3 separate regions of the Mus musculus genome follow, and regions 2 and 3 are each linked to region 1. Evidence: chromatin contacts called from public HiCAR-type and HiChIP or PLAC-seq data. All regions are on one chromosome and are shown on one strand. The core of a region is the stretch at or near the end of the contact, and the rest is flanking DNA. Distances in the headings are between cores, read along the strand shown.

Region 1 (4,323 bases), core at 877-3,376:
CCCGAGTTCCTGTGGCATTCACAGTAAGTGCAATACAAATGCAGATAACTGACTTCAGAGGAAAACACCATATTTACAATATGTCAAACACCAAGGACCCATATAGAAGTGTCAATCACTCTCTTATTAGTGTTGATTCCATACTGGATTTGGAAAACAATTATCTAATAATTAAGTCCAGAAAGAACAAATCTCACATGGTGTTGTCTTTTAGATGAAAGAAATTATACCAGAAAACAAAACTGTAAGGAAAGGTAAGATGTTGCTATAGGTGAGGAGTCAAAGCATATGACATACACAACAGTGAGGAACTGTAAGGATGAGAATTGGATAAGAAGGGCTGGAGACCAGGCTGTTGGCACAGTGCTTGTACTGTAAACCTGAGGACCTAATATATATACATTTGAGACATGACAGCACTGTAGGGATTGCTGGCTAAATAGCCTATTCTACTTGGTGATCAATAAGAGACCTGTCCCAAAATAAGATGAAATACAAGGAAATACAAAAACAAAAAGTTAAAGGCAAGAATGAAAGTTTCAAGTACAAAACCTCCAGAAGAAAGCAGGGCAGCAAGATGAGATCAGCTGAGCCCAGGAGTTCAAGACCAGCTTGCACAATAGTGAGCAGCTGAAAGCAAAACCAGTCATTAATGGGCCCAGTGGCTCAGACCTGGATCCCAGATGCTCAAGAGACTGAGAGAGGAAGAAGATGGCAATTTTTAAGGTCTGCTTGATTCTGCTAGAAAGCAAATTCAGGCAAGTCAGGCAACTTAGCGAGACACTATCTTAAAAATTAAAAAAGAAGGCTGGGGATGTAGCTCAGTTGTGAAAATCTACAGAAATGCACGAAGCAGTATGTTCAATAATTCTGCCCAGTACTGTACCTTACCCCTCCCCAAGAAGGAAAAGGTAAGAAAAATTTAAAAAGGCTACTTTGCAAGTACAGATTGGTCTTCAGTGTGGTGTCCCAAAAATAAGCATACAACAGACCCTCCCTAAGTAAGATTTCTAAGTTCTGAAGATTCTGAAACAAAAATAAAACTGGAGATTATTTTCCCATTTATATTCTTTCTACAGAAAGCATGTGGCTTTAACAGCAGTTAGATACTTTGCCCTACAGAAAATACAGTAAATATAAGTCAAACCCCTTGAAAGCCTGCTCTCACCTCAGATCCTGTGCATAGGACACTGAAAAGCCAGTAGCCAAGGACCAGGAGTTGGTGAAAAGTTGAAGGGAAAAAAAGGTTTGTTGGTGATATCACTTCTTTTCTTTTAAAAAGAAGCAATGACACCAAGACAAGGTCTCCCTTGATCTAAGAGTCCTAGGGTTTTCAGTATTTAGGTTCAGATGGGAAGAAGGAAAGGACGGAAGCAGAGAGAATGATGGATCACTCAGAGAGAAGGAACTGAAACAGCAAGGCCTAAGCCAGGGACTGCAGTCCCTTGGATTTCACTGAGCTCAGAACTTCATGTCTGACACAGAATTGAGTCAGTGACACTGTGAGTGTGATGCTCATGTAGACAGTTTGCTTCTGGACAGTGCTCTCTCTGTCCACAGCCTGGCAAGGCCCTGCTTCTATCACAGTGCCACTACCCATCTTACCAGTGATGCCTGCAGCCAGGATGGAAAGGATAGATGTGGTGACCTGGTGGAAATAAATCCTACTAGCAGGGGAAAATACAATGTCCTCAAAGAGCTGCCAGCTGACCCTGTACTCACAGCCTCACACCATCCACAGTGGCCTTACAAGTTACAGAGGCCAGCCCAGGAAGCAGCACCATTCAGGGAATCAAGTCTATAAACAGCAGCTCCTTTGTCTCCTGCAGACTAGCATTTCCTAGTGACATAATGAGCAGAATACTGCGTCCAACGCATCTTACCCATTTTTTTCTACATTGAACTCATCAGTTATTAATAACTAATATAAGATTGCCAGATTTCACTTTAGGGGAGATTTCAGTTTTTAGTGCCAAAGCACTTCAGTCGAACAGAGAGGCCAGAAAACGCTGACTAAAACTGAAAAAGACTGGGCTGGGTTCTTAAAATGTGAATCTAATCATAGTCTCCTAGTCCCTGGCTTTAAGAGGGTCCCCTGCCATTCAAGTGCACAAAACTGCTTTGTAATTCATAACTGCTGGTGCCAACTACTGCATGCAGAGAACACAGTCTGCAGGAAACCATGGTTACTGCTCTGTACCAGCAGGTTCGACAGCAGTGTAGAGTGCAGGCCCCCTAGTGTGCAAAAACCTTTCTATTAGGTAATAAATATGAACACCACATGCAAATGGCCTTTACTATCAATTCCTAATAAAAGAAAAGAAAGAAAAAAGAACAGACTCTGTGGGGACTTCATAGGACAGTTTCTTATCTTTATAAAATCTTATTACTAATTTCAAGGTAACATTCACATCTACAAGCTAGGAGAAAGCGAATTACAAGGTTTAACTGTATACAGAATGTCATCAATCAAAACAAACCAATTTGCAATGTGTTGCTGCTCTGATACAACTAATCACCAATGTCTCTAAGATCCGAGAGCTGTGCTCACTCGTGTAATAGTATATGGGAGCCACCGTACTTGTTGAATGTTATTGGATTGCATATAAACTCTGACAGGTGAGCAAAGTAACATCACAAAAATTTAAAACTTCTTCAAGTTACTCTAGAAATTGCCAAGAATATCCCCATGGTTCGTAGTTTGAGAAATACAAACAAGCTGCAAAAGAGAGGTGTGAACCTGGGGAGGCTTCCTCATGAATGTCATTCTCTTCATTCTTTTACAGCACTACAGTGTAAGAGAACAATGAATAAACCCTGAGTGAAGTAAGATGTAGGGATAAGGCAGAGAGCTTGCCAAGCATACACAAAGCATAAATGGAGAGTGCTGGTGCACATCTAGAACTCCAGCACTCAGGAGGTGGAGGCACAAAGATCACAAGTTCAAGGCCATCCTTGGCTACACAGTGAGTTCATGGCAAACCTGAGATTTAAAAATAAAAGTTAAGTGAAACACGTGCCACTGCTTACAGAAATGGTGCTACTAGTAGGAATTACAGTATTAGAAATAAAAATCACCAAGCAAATATTCTTCACCTTTTGCCCATTGTAGTGACTATAAGCCATAGAGAATTAGGAGCTTTGATGGGGAGGGCAGACAAACAGTGACCAGAACCAGTGCCCTAAGGAAAACAACCTCTACAAACCACTGAAGCCACTTGAAACTCTCGGACGAATGTGCTGGGTTTCCCACAACAGCGACACTTCCCAGAGAGCTACTGACAAGGAGCCCTCAGGACACTGATGTGCATCCTTGGACTTGCTCACTCAGGCCCCTGAGTCAGAGCCTGCCATAATATCCATCCCTAGGCCTGCTAACACACTTCCAGGATAACAGGGAGGAAATGACATTCACACGTTACCTTTTGTGATCTGCTGCCACCAGCTGTTGGTTTGGAGGACTCTACAACATTTTCTTTGCCCAGAGATGGGGAAGATCCCACTAACTTCTGTGTAGCAAAGCGGGGGCTGGTCCTGGTTGCCATGGTTGTTCTCCGAAGGATATATGGGCTTGTCTTTCCAGTTGGGATGTCAGCAAACCCTAAGGGCAAAAGAGCTGCTTGTTGGTAATGGCACTGATTAGCTGTTTGGCTGGGTTCGCTGGGCTAGCAATAGAGGTCAGATGTTTGTGCATGCAGGTACAAAGGTTCAATAACAGTAAATTAACTACAAAACATAGTTTCCCCTCAGTCATGGAAAACAATGTATTAAACTTCCTAATTGCCTTGGTAGTCATCAGATGAAATGGAAAATTAACAGGTTATTCCTTATTACAAAGATAAAAGATTTCAAAGACACCACAGTAAGAAAAAGGATCAAGGAGAAATCATATTATACCTTAAAACCAAATGGCTTCTTCTATATGGTTATATCACCTTGCACTTCCTAAGATAGGTAGGACATTTAATACAAATGAACTAGGATGAGAAAAGGCCAGCTCTTGTCTCAGAGTCAATGTAAGCCAACAGTGACTTAAGGAAAACAGGCTCAAGTGCAATCAGGTAGTGCAGGCTGCACTTGCTAAGAGTGCCTTTGTATCTGCTCATATTGTCTCCTCCCAGGAAAGAAACTGACCTGACTGGGGTAGAGAAGACTAGTCACAAAAACCCTGAAAGCTATCACATGGTATGGTGGCACATGCCTTTAATCCAGCACATGCCTTTAATCCAGCACTCAGGAGGTAAAGGCAGGTTCATCTCTGAGTGAGGTCAGCCTCCAAGTGAGTCCAGGACAGGCAGGGCTCTTACACAGAAAAACTCTCTT
Region 2 (4,323 bases), core at 1,242-3,741, 460 kb before region 1:
TATGTGAATTCATGAACTGAGGCTTTCAAATGAAGTTTCAGACTCTGGAGGGAGGCGACTGCCCTAGACCAGTTGTCTATTCTTCCAGGAAACCTTTTAAATTTCTCACAAAGAAACTCAAATTAATTTATCAGAGATGTGCCCTGGATGTGGGGGGACCTCAGCATGCTTCAGAGGCACCTGGCCCCTCTAAGCTGCCAGATTCCTACAATCCTACTCTACACTCCACCAATAGAAACGAGGGTCTATTGAGAACAGGTTAGAGAATGTTTCAAAGCTCTAGTCAATTGGAAACGCTGAGATAGCTTGTCCCGTGTTCTAAGTATTTCATAAGACTAGTGTCCTAGCTACACAGCTGCATCCCTGTCTTTGTCTCTGATAAAATCCACGGCAGAATTTAGTGTCATCTCTTGAAAGATTCAGAAATTGGTGCTGTTCCCCATTTAGGCTAAATGCTCAGCTTGGGCACAGTGTTTGTGGATCTAGGAGAATAATTTGAAATTATGAAATGAATAATATTGTGGCTTCTATGGCAGTGGCTTTTTTGGATATAATCTCTGTGTGTTTGCTTATGTGTCTTTTTGACAGAGAGCCTTCCTATTTTGTACTGGCTTCCATGAAGCTCATTATATATCCCAGGTACCTAAAACTTGTCATTCCCCCTGCCTCAGCCTCCCCGTTGCTGGAATTTTTACAGTATGCAAACATATCTACCTTGTATGAGTATGTATGCACAAGCCCAGGCACGAGAAAGCAATCATTAACCAGACAGGTGCTGTTTCCTTAGCACTGATTCAGGGCAAGGAGTGCTGGTGTCGTGCTTGCTTCCCTACAGGGCCAGCACTGAGCCTTTGCCTTTTTTCCCTCAGAACTCTGCCCTGTCTTTAGTCCTTGGGGTGAGTGCCCCACAGAGGTCTGGATGCCTTGACAATTTCACACTCTACCGCACTGGCCTACTATGTGTATCTTGTTTTGCTAAACAGAGCACATGTGCATGAAGCAATAGGATTTCAGATACTTCCTGATAGGGAACTTTAGCATGGGGGACAAACTGGGTAAAATACAAATCCATGGTCCTGAGGTATGGAAAATTTGACTGTTCCCCACTGCACTAGTCAATTGCTGGGATAAAGTACCTGACAGAATCAAGTTGAGGAAGGAAGGGAGAGTCTACGTTGGCCACAGACTGAGGGTACAATCTATCATGACCCCAGTGTGGCTATACTTGCAGCAGCAGAGGCACGAGGCAGCTCTCAGATCATGTCTGCAGTCAGCAAGTAGAGTGCTGTGTCTGATGCTCCACTATCTTTTTCAGGGAACCTAGCCCATGGGAAGACACCACCCACACTCAGAGCGTGTCATCCGACCTTAGTAGAACCTCTATGGAAGCACTCTAATGGACTAGCCCAGACGTGTCTTCTGGGAGACACTAAATGCTGTCTAGACAATAATCAAGATTAACCATCATAACCATTGAAAGTGAAAACACACACACACACACCCAAAAAAGAAAGTGAAAACACACAGCACTGAATGGTTTTATTATTATTGTTATTATTATTATTTCATTTTCTGTTTCTGAGGCAGCACAAGCCAAATTTGAACATGCTTTGTTAATGTCCCAAAGGATCTTCAGAAGAGCTGGAAATGTGTCCTTGATGGCTACAGACGGGTTTCCTTCAGAGGGGAGGGGAGAGACACTTAAAATTCAAAGGTAGACAACTCAGGAAGTTCCTGAAAGTTACAAGACTCAAAGGTTCCTCCCCGAGGTTATAGAAGCAGTAAGGACCTCCAGAGAGAGCAGACTCTCTGACTAGCAGACCTGCCTGCAAATTGTGCACAGAGCTAAGGAGAGGGAGCTCCTGTGAGTTACCTGCACTGGGGTGACTCACTAACACAGGTGCCTTAGAGTCACCTTGTTGTTAGAAGAAACTGATCACGTGTACGTAGCCCCAGTAAACTCTGGTTCGCTAAACTACTCTTGGATGGACTAGTTTCTTGGGTCTACTGTCATTGCTCCTTTTGGGATATACAGGTCACTTTAACTTCTCCCCAGTAAAAGTAACAGACAGAGTGCTCTTTGGCACTGTGCATTGTGACACTCGACTTTCTGGGTAGCAGGCACTTTCTATACTTACTATCCCTGGTACCTGTTTTCCTTCCCATTTCTTAGACAGTTAACTCCCATTGCTCTCTCTCAGCCCTTGCTTGGTTCCCTGACTAGATGCCTAGTGGTACAAAGCCTGTGGAGGCCTGCACTTCATACCGTCAGGACGGGCAGAGACCCACAAGAAGGAAAATCAGAGAAGCAGAGAAAGCATACTGGTGGTATCAGGAGGGAGTAGAGTGGGGGAGCCGTGGGGTGGAGAAGATGTGGGGGCAGAGAAACTGTCTGCGATAGACAGAGCTTTGAAGAACCCTGAGGCTGGGAAGAATTCTCCAAGCTTTGCTGCACAGCGTGACCTTGGCCTCTCACAAAAGGCTGCAGTGAAGTCCTGGCTGCTTTCAGTTCCTGCTGGATAGCACTGTGGGCACCTGATACTGCAGAAAATAGCCCACTGAGTGTGACAAGCCTTAAAGACACAGATGCCTCTGGCGACAGTAAACATAAACAAATTAAAGACAAATGAAGGGGCAGTGGCTAGCTCATTTTCCAGACTCACGTTCAGGCTAAACATAGTTAGCCAAAGAAAATTTGTCTGGAAATCTGAGTGTCTGAGAACGCACCAACAATGAAACTGCTGAGGGCCACCAAAAGGCAGCAAATGAGTAATTATTTGTGAATGCACTCAATTAAGGAGAAGCTGTAACACTAGGAGAAAGCATAATAGTTCATTCTGGATGTCTGTTCAGTGTGTAATTTTGAATGAGTTTAGATTAAGTTATAATCACGCATTCAAACATGGGATAAATATACACAATCCATTTCCTTCCTCTTTAAAGTGCTATTTTAAGAATATGGTATTTTACCATGTTACAGCAATGATATCAGTAATGCTATATCTTTAACATTGTCCACCGAGCCCAAATTGGGGGGGGGGTAGGTTCCCTTGAGGGGGGACCCTGCTATGGCTGTCTTTCAGTTCTTAAGAAATTCCATGTTGTGAAGAAAGTCCAGGAGAGTCATTTCTATTTATTAATTCTTAATTCTCTTCAGGAAAGATGTGCCCGTATTTTCCGAGTAACAAAAGTCTTATTAGTAAAGAGTGAAAAAAAAAAGTCATCAGAAAGGAAATTTTATGTACATTTTCCTATTTCAAGCACACTCTACCCTTGGCCTGAAACTATATGTACTTCAGCAGTTACGAAAACCACCTGTTCTTCCAGAGGAGCTGTGTTCAATTCCTACCACCCACAGGGTGATAGACAACTAACGCCAGTCCTAGGAAATCTGATGCCCACTGCTGGTCTCTGTGGGCACTAGGCACATACATGGTACACAGGCATACATGTAGGCAGCACTTCTAAACTCATAAAATAAAATAATTTAAAGGGAGTATACTCTTCGTAAAAACTGTATTTCCTTTGGGGTTACTATAGTTACCACCAACAATGGTTACTCAGGGAAAAAATACCATGATGGCTCGTCCTACATCCAGAGAACCTGAATGCCCAGCCCTGAGGAATTCCCCAAAGTGCCCAACTGTACACAGTGCCGCCAGGCACAGAGCAATTGAAAGTGTCTAGCACCTCCTTTCCCCAGGTTCATACTAGTCTCTTGGTTGGACTCTAATGCAAATGTAGATATGAGCAGTAGGTTGAGTGCAGGGTAAGTCTGAAGTAGCAGGGCTCAGCATGAAGAAGCCTCTGCAGATCTTTGGTGGCATCCACCATAGAAAGTGTCAAAATGGACCTCAGCCTAGAACCACGGAGAGGCCTTAAACAGATCTGAGCTGCTGATGCCACACCACGTGTGGGACTGTGATGTTAAAAGTCTACGGTTCAGATAAATTAATAAAACATCTATATGCAGTTAGTGAGGCATAAAAAGGAGAGAAGAAAAATTCTTATTACCTTACTAGCAGCTAAACGGGGGGGGGGGGGGGGGGGGGGGGCTAAGCCCTAGCCAAGACGATCCTCAAGCCTTAGATACTTTTTTTGTAGTGAAAGGTAGGTGAATTTTACAGACCACTCTAACTGATGAAAAGCGCCACCATCAGAGAATTATTTGGCTTGACTAAGGGACAGTTTCCTTTTATGTAAGATGAAAGTAATGCAACGTACCTCCTTGGGTTCTTGGGATGGTTAAATGTCAGTGTTTATAAAGCCCTTGGTGTTGCCTAATAAAATATATGGCTTCCGTTTGTACATAGGCAGATATAA
Region 3 (4,323 bases), core at 603-3,102, 340 kb before region 1:
ACTCAATTCTGACTGGAAACTCAAATTGTGTCCAATTTTTGTACATATTTGACAAATCTTGATATATTAGGTATTTAAGACAATTACCTACCTTAAAATTGTATGTTCATGACTTGAAAACAAATACTTTGTTCTAATTCATATATTTCTAGCCTCTAATGGGGGAAGTGTATTTGTATATGAAATTTGTTTTTCAGAAGTTGTATGACCATGTGGGCTCGGTACTTGTCTGTCTATCCTACTTCAAGTCCCAGGGGTTAAAAATGAGGTACATACATAATTTTAAAAAAGAAATAGAAAAATGTCAGTGTTATATCCCACAATCAATTTCTCTTCTCTAAGTACTGGTGAACATTACATGCTCTAAATCTATATCTGTCACCCTTTTTCTTCATATAATAGTTATGATTTTATGTAAATGTGACTATATTTGCATTTTGAATACAAAACATGGATCATTAAATCATACTAAGCTCAGGGATTAGAAAAATGAGCATTTTCTAGGTTTCCCCAGAGTGGATTTTCTAAGAAGGGTCATATAACCTTTTAATTTATTGAGCACTACTAGAAACAATTTGAGCTAAAATATATTTTTTAATTTTGTTTTCAAAATAGGCATTTAAGGAAAAGGTGCCAACATTTAAGCCTTTTATTTAAAACGAAGCCCTGGTTCTTCTAGCTTGGTGAGAGTAAGCTCCTGCGGGAGGAGAATTCTGCCCGACAGACTCAGAAGTGCCCCTCTGAGCCATCTCCCCACATCTTCCCCTCTATTTAGGGATTGTGCATTTGCAGGTCAAAACTATTTTTATGCAGGCTAGTGAGGCACACAGCGTGTTTATCACTCCCTTTGAAGTGTAAGCTGAACTCCTATTAGTAGAAACAAAACTTTAAAACCCAAAACGGGACAAGAGGACTGGGGGGTGGAGCCATCCATCAAAGGGCCAGAAAGAGACAGACACACTGTTGATCGTCTGAGTTCACTTTCCTGGTCCTGTGCACGTAGGATTGTTAATCATGAAAATAATATTGAGTTGACTGAATAGAATCCTGAAAGGAAAATTAACTCCTAATCCCTAAAGCAGAGCGGTTTTTACAACATACATGTATTTATTTTTTAGTGTCTATAGCCCTAAGTCCTTCCTCAGCTGTTGCCAACAGAGCATAATCATATTCTCAGGCATTTTGAAGTCTTTGCAGCTATTCCCTATTTAACTTTTTAAATTGTATTTTATGAGGATTATTTGCCTGCGTGTATGTTTGTGCATCACACACAGAATCCTAGTGCCCATGGAGAACACAATAGGGCATCAGATCCCCTGGAACTAGAGTTAGACAGTTGTGCATCAGCATGCAGTGTGACAAATTGACCTGAGATCCTCTGGGAGAGCAGCCAGTGCTCTTAATCTCTGAGCCATCTCACCGGCTCCTAGCTCTTTTGTTGAGACAGGATCTTGCTGAGTACCTTCCACAGCCCTGGAACTCACTATATAGACTAGAGTGGGTAGAACTCTAACCCAGAGTTCTACCTGCCTCTGCCCCTAGAGAGCTGGGATTCTAGGAGTGAGCCACCCAATTTAATACTGTTGGTGTCTCCTAATTAGCAGCAGTAATATATTTCCACTGGATATATTTAGATACATTTATTCAATTTGTATCTGAGTGCCAGGAGGTGGAAGGAAAAGATGCCTTATATAAATCTGAACCATTCAACAAGCTGAATACAGTGTAACCAGAAAAGTTAAAGCCTGGTCTAGTCCTGGCAAACCAGAAGGAACCACAAGAGCCACACAAAGCACAGAGGGGGCAGAGGCCTTGATACACATTCTCCCACTCTGCCAGGATGCCAAGTCACTGTGTGGATAAGAACACTTAGAGCAATACTAAAGGTCCTGGCCACCTTCCAACCCTGCCTGTGTGTGGTGGGGTAAACAAAAGAAAAGGAAAAGATGAAGCAAAGAGGAAGTAGAAGAAGGAAACAGAAAACCAAAGTACACGCAGAAGCAAGCAGCTAGAGGCCATTCAAGCAGCAAGAAAGAGAGCGTTCTAGAAGGAGAAACAGGGCAAGCTGCGGGTATAACCTAGGAGATGGCTGTAAGGCCACTGACTTCAACATAGGATTTGGAAAGGCAGGAAAATCACACTGGGGGCTGACGCTAAGAACATAATTTTACAATATTTTGTCTACAGGATGGGGCAATAACACACATATGTTTATAAACTGATATAAATGAATGAATAAATAAATAAGATACGATAAGATAAGTAGGGTGTGGTGACACATGCCTGCAATCCCAGTGCTTAAGGTTGAAGACAGGAAGAGTCTCAGTTAAAGGCCAACATCAGCTACATAGTAAATTCCAGACTCACTGGGCTACATGAAACCATGTCTCAAAATAAAAAGGAAGAGAATTAATTATTAATCTAAGATCTGACAAAGGAAGCTTTACTCTGCTGGTTAACAACATGCACTTCCATCTTATATTAGGAAAATTATATTTGCTTTTCCCATAAAGTCATTGATCTCCACTCTACCTTTTAGGCTGTATATCCATGCCAGACCAAAGCTTAAATAAAAGGAGTGTCCAATATTCATATAAAGCTTATCAAGGACATCTATGCTCCAAATGCAAGGGCAGCCACATTCATTAAAGAAACTTTAGTAAAGCTCAAAGCACACATTGCACCTCACACAATAATACTGGGAGACTTCAACACCCCACTCTCAGCAATGGACAGATCATGGAAACAGAAACTAAACAGAGACACAGTGAAACTAACAGAAGTCATGAAATAAATGGATTTAACAGATATCCATAGAACATTTTATCCTAAAACAAAAGGATATGCCTTCTTCTCAGCACCTCATGGTACCTTCTCCAAAATTGACCATATAATTGGTCACAAAACAGGCCTCAAACAGATACAAGAAGATTGAAATAATCCCATGCCTCCTATCAGATCACCATGGACTAAGGCTGATCTTCAATAACAACATAAACAATAGAAAGCCCACATACATGTGGAAGCTGAACAACACTCTACTCAATGATAACTTAGTCAAGGAAGCAATAAAAAAAGAAATTTAAGACTTTTTATAGAGTTTAATGAAAATGAAGGTACAACATACCCAAACTTATGGGACACAATGAAAGCATTCCTAAGAGGAAAACTCATAGCTCTGAGTGCCTCCAAAAAGAAACTGGAGAAAGCATACACTAGCAGCTTGACAGCACACCTGAAAGAAGCAAATTTACCCAAGAGGAATGGATGGCAGGAAATAGTAAAACTCAGGGCTGAAATCAACCAAGTGGAAACAAAAAGAACTATTCAAAGAATCAACCAAACCAGGAGCTGGTTCTTTGAGAAAATCAACAATATAGATAAACCCGTAGCCAGACTAACTAGAGGGCACAGGGACAGTATCCTAATTAACAAAATCAAAAATGAAAAAGGAGACATAACAACAGAACCTGAGGAAATCCGAGACACCATCAGATCCTAATACAAAAGGCTATACTCAACAAAACTAAAAGACCTGGATGAAATGGACAACTTCCTAGACAGATACCAGGTACCAAAGTTAAATCAAGATCAGATTAACAATCTAAGCCATCCCATATCCCCTAAAGAAATAGAAACAGTCATTAATAGTATCCCAACCAAAAAAAAAAAAAAAAAAAAGGTTTAGTGCAGAGTTCTAACAGACCTTCAAAGAAGATCTAATTCCAACTCTCCTCAAACTATTTCACAAAATAGAAACAGAAGGTACTCTACTCAATTCGTTCTATGAAGCCGCAATTACTCTGATACCTAAACCAAAGACCCAACAAAGAAAGAGAACTTCAGACCAATTTCCCTTATGAATATCAATGCAATAATACTCAATAAAAATCTCACAAACCAAATCCAAGAACACATGAAAATGATCATGCATCATGATCAAGTAGGCTTCATCCCAGGGAGGCAGGGATGATTCAACAAACAAAACTCCATCAATGTAATCCATTATATAATCATACTCAAAGTAAAAAAACAATATGATCATCTCATTAGATGCTAAGAATCAATACCACTCCTGGGCATATACCCAGAAGATGCTCCAACATGTAATAAAGACACATGCTCCACTATGTTCATAGCAGCCTTATTTATAATAGCCAGAATCTGGAAAGAACCCAGATGTCCCTCAACAGAGGAATGGATACAGAAAAATGTGGTTCATTTATACAATAGCTACACAGCTATTAAAAACAATGAATTTATGAAATTCTTAGGCAAATGGATATCACACTGAGTGAGGCAACCCAATCAGAAAAGAACACA

What was found. HiCAR-type assays count read pairs that join an accessible place to other places. HiChIP or PLAC-seq counts read pairs in DNA pulled down with a chosen protein or histone mark.
Region 2: a HiCAR-type map of astrocytes shows a contact between it and region 1, with 3 times the contacts expected there. The contact joins two enhancer-like sites. A contact is called at or near these places in 1 of 15 datasets of contacts at CTCF or cohesin (the NIH/3T3 cell line) and 2 of 115 datasets of contacts at active chromatin or transcription factors (astrocytes and stem cell-derived neural progenitor cells).
Region 3: a contact with region 1 is called in an H3K27ac HiChIP or PLAC-seq map of oligodendrocyte precursor cells, with 4 times the contacts expected there. The contact joins two enhancer-like sites. A contact is called at or near these places in 1 of 15 datasets of contacts at CTCF or cohesin (the NIH/3T3 cell line), 8 of 484 Hi-C or Micro-C datasets (adipose-derived mesenchymal stem cells, embryonic stem cells, gonadal supporting cells and 4 more), 2 of 115 datasets of contacts at active chromatin or transcription factors (oligodendrocyte precursor cells and stem cell-derived neural progenitor cells) and 1 of 9 other capture datasets (pancreatic islet).

What each region holds. Positions count from the first base shown.
Region 1 is chr1:189,643,380-189,647,702 of GRCm38.p6, forward strand. It overlaps Cenpf (centromere protein F), which reads right to left. Exons shown (of 18, transcript NM_001081363.2): 17 at 3,423-3,601. Among named protein-coding and RNA genes, the nearest start is that of Gm30088, 26 kb to the left of the region's middle. Within about 2 kb of position 2,127, at least 32 of the 459 cell types and tissues checked have an H3K27ac peak or open chromatin away from gene starts, as enhancers often do. A contact at or near this core is called in astrocytes and oligodendrocyte precursor cells, where this site is marked.
Region 2 is chr1:189,182,935-189,187,257 of GRCm38.p6, forward strand. No RefSeq gene overlaps it. Among named protein-coding and RNA genes, the nearest start is that of Gm36561, 150 kb to the left of the region's middle. Within about 2 kb of position 2,492, at least 33 of the 459 cell types and tissues checked have an H3K27ac peak or open chromatin away from gene starts, as enhancers often do. A contact at or near this core is called in astrocytes, where this site is marked.
Region 3 is chr1:189,308,484-189,312,806 of GRCm38.p6, forward strand. The region is part of intron 2 of Kcnk2 (potassium channel, subfamily K, member 2); the gene reads right to left. Among named protein-coding and RNA genes, the nearest start is that of A430027H14Rik, 32 kb to the right of the region's middle. Within about 2 kb of position 1,853, at least 11 of the 459 cell types and tissues checked have an H3K27ac peak or open chromatin away from gene starts, as enhancers often do. A contact at or near this core is called in oligodendrocyte precursor cells, where this site is marked.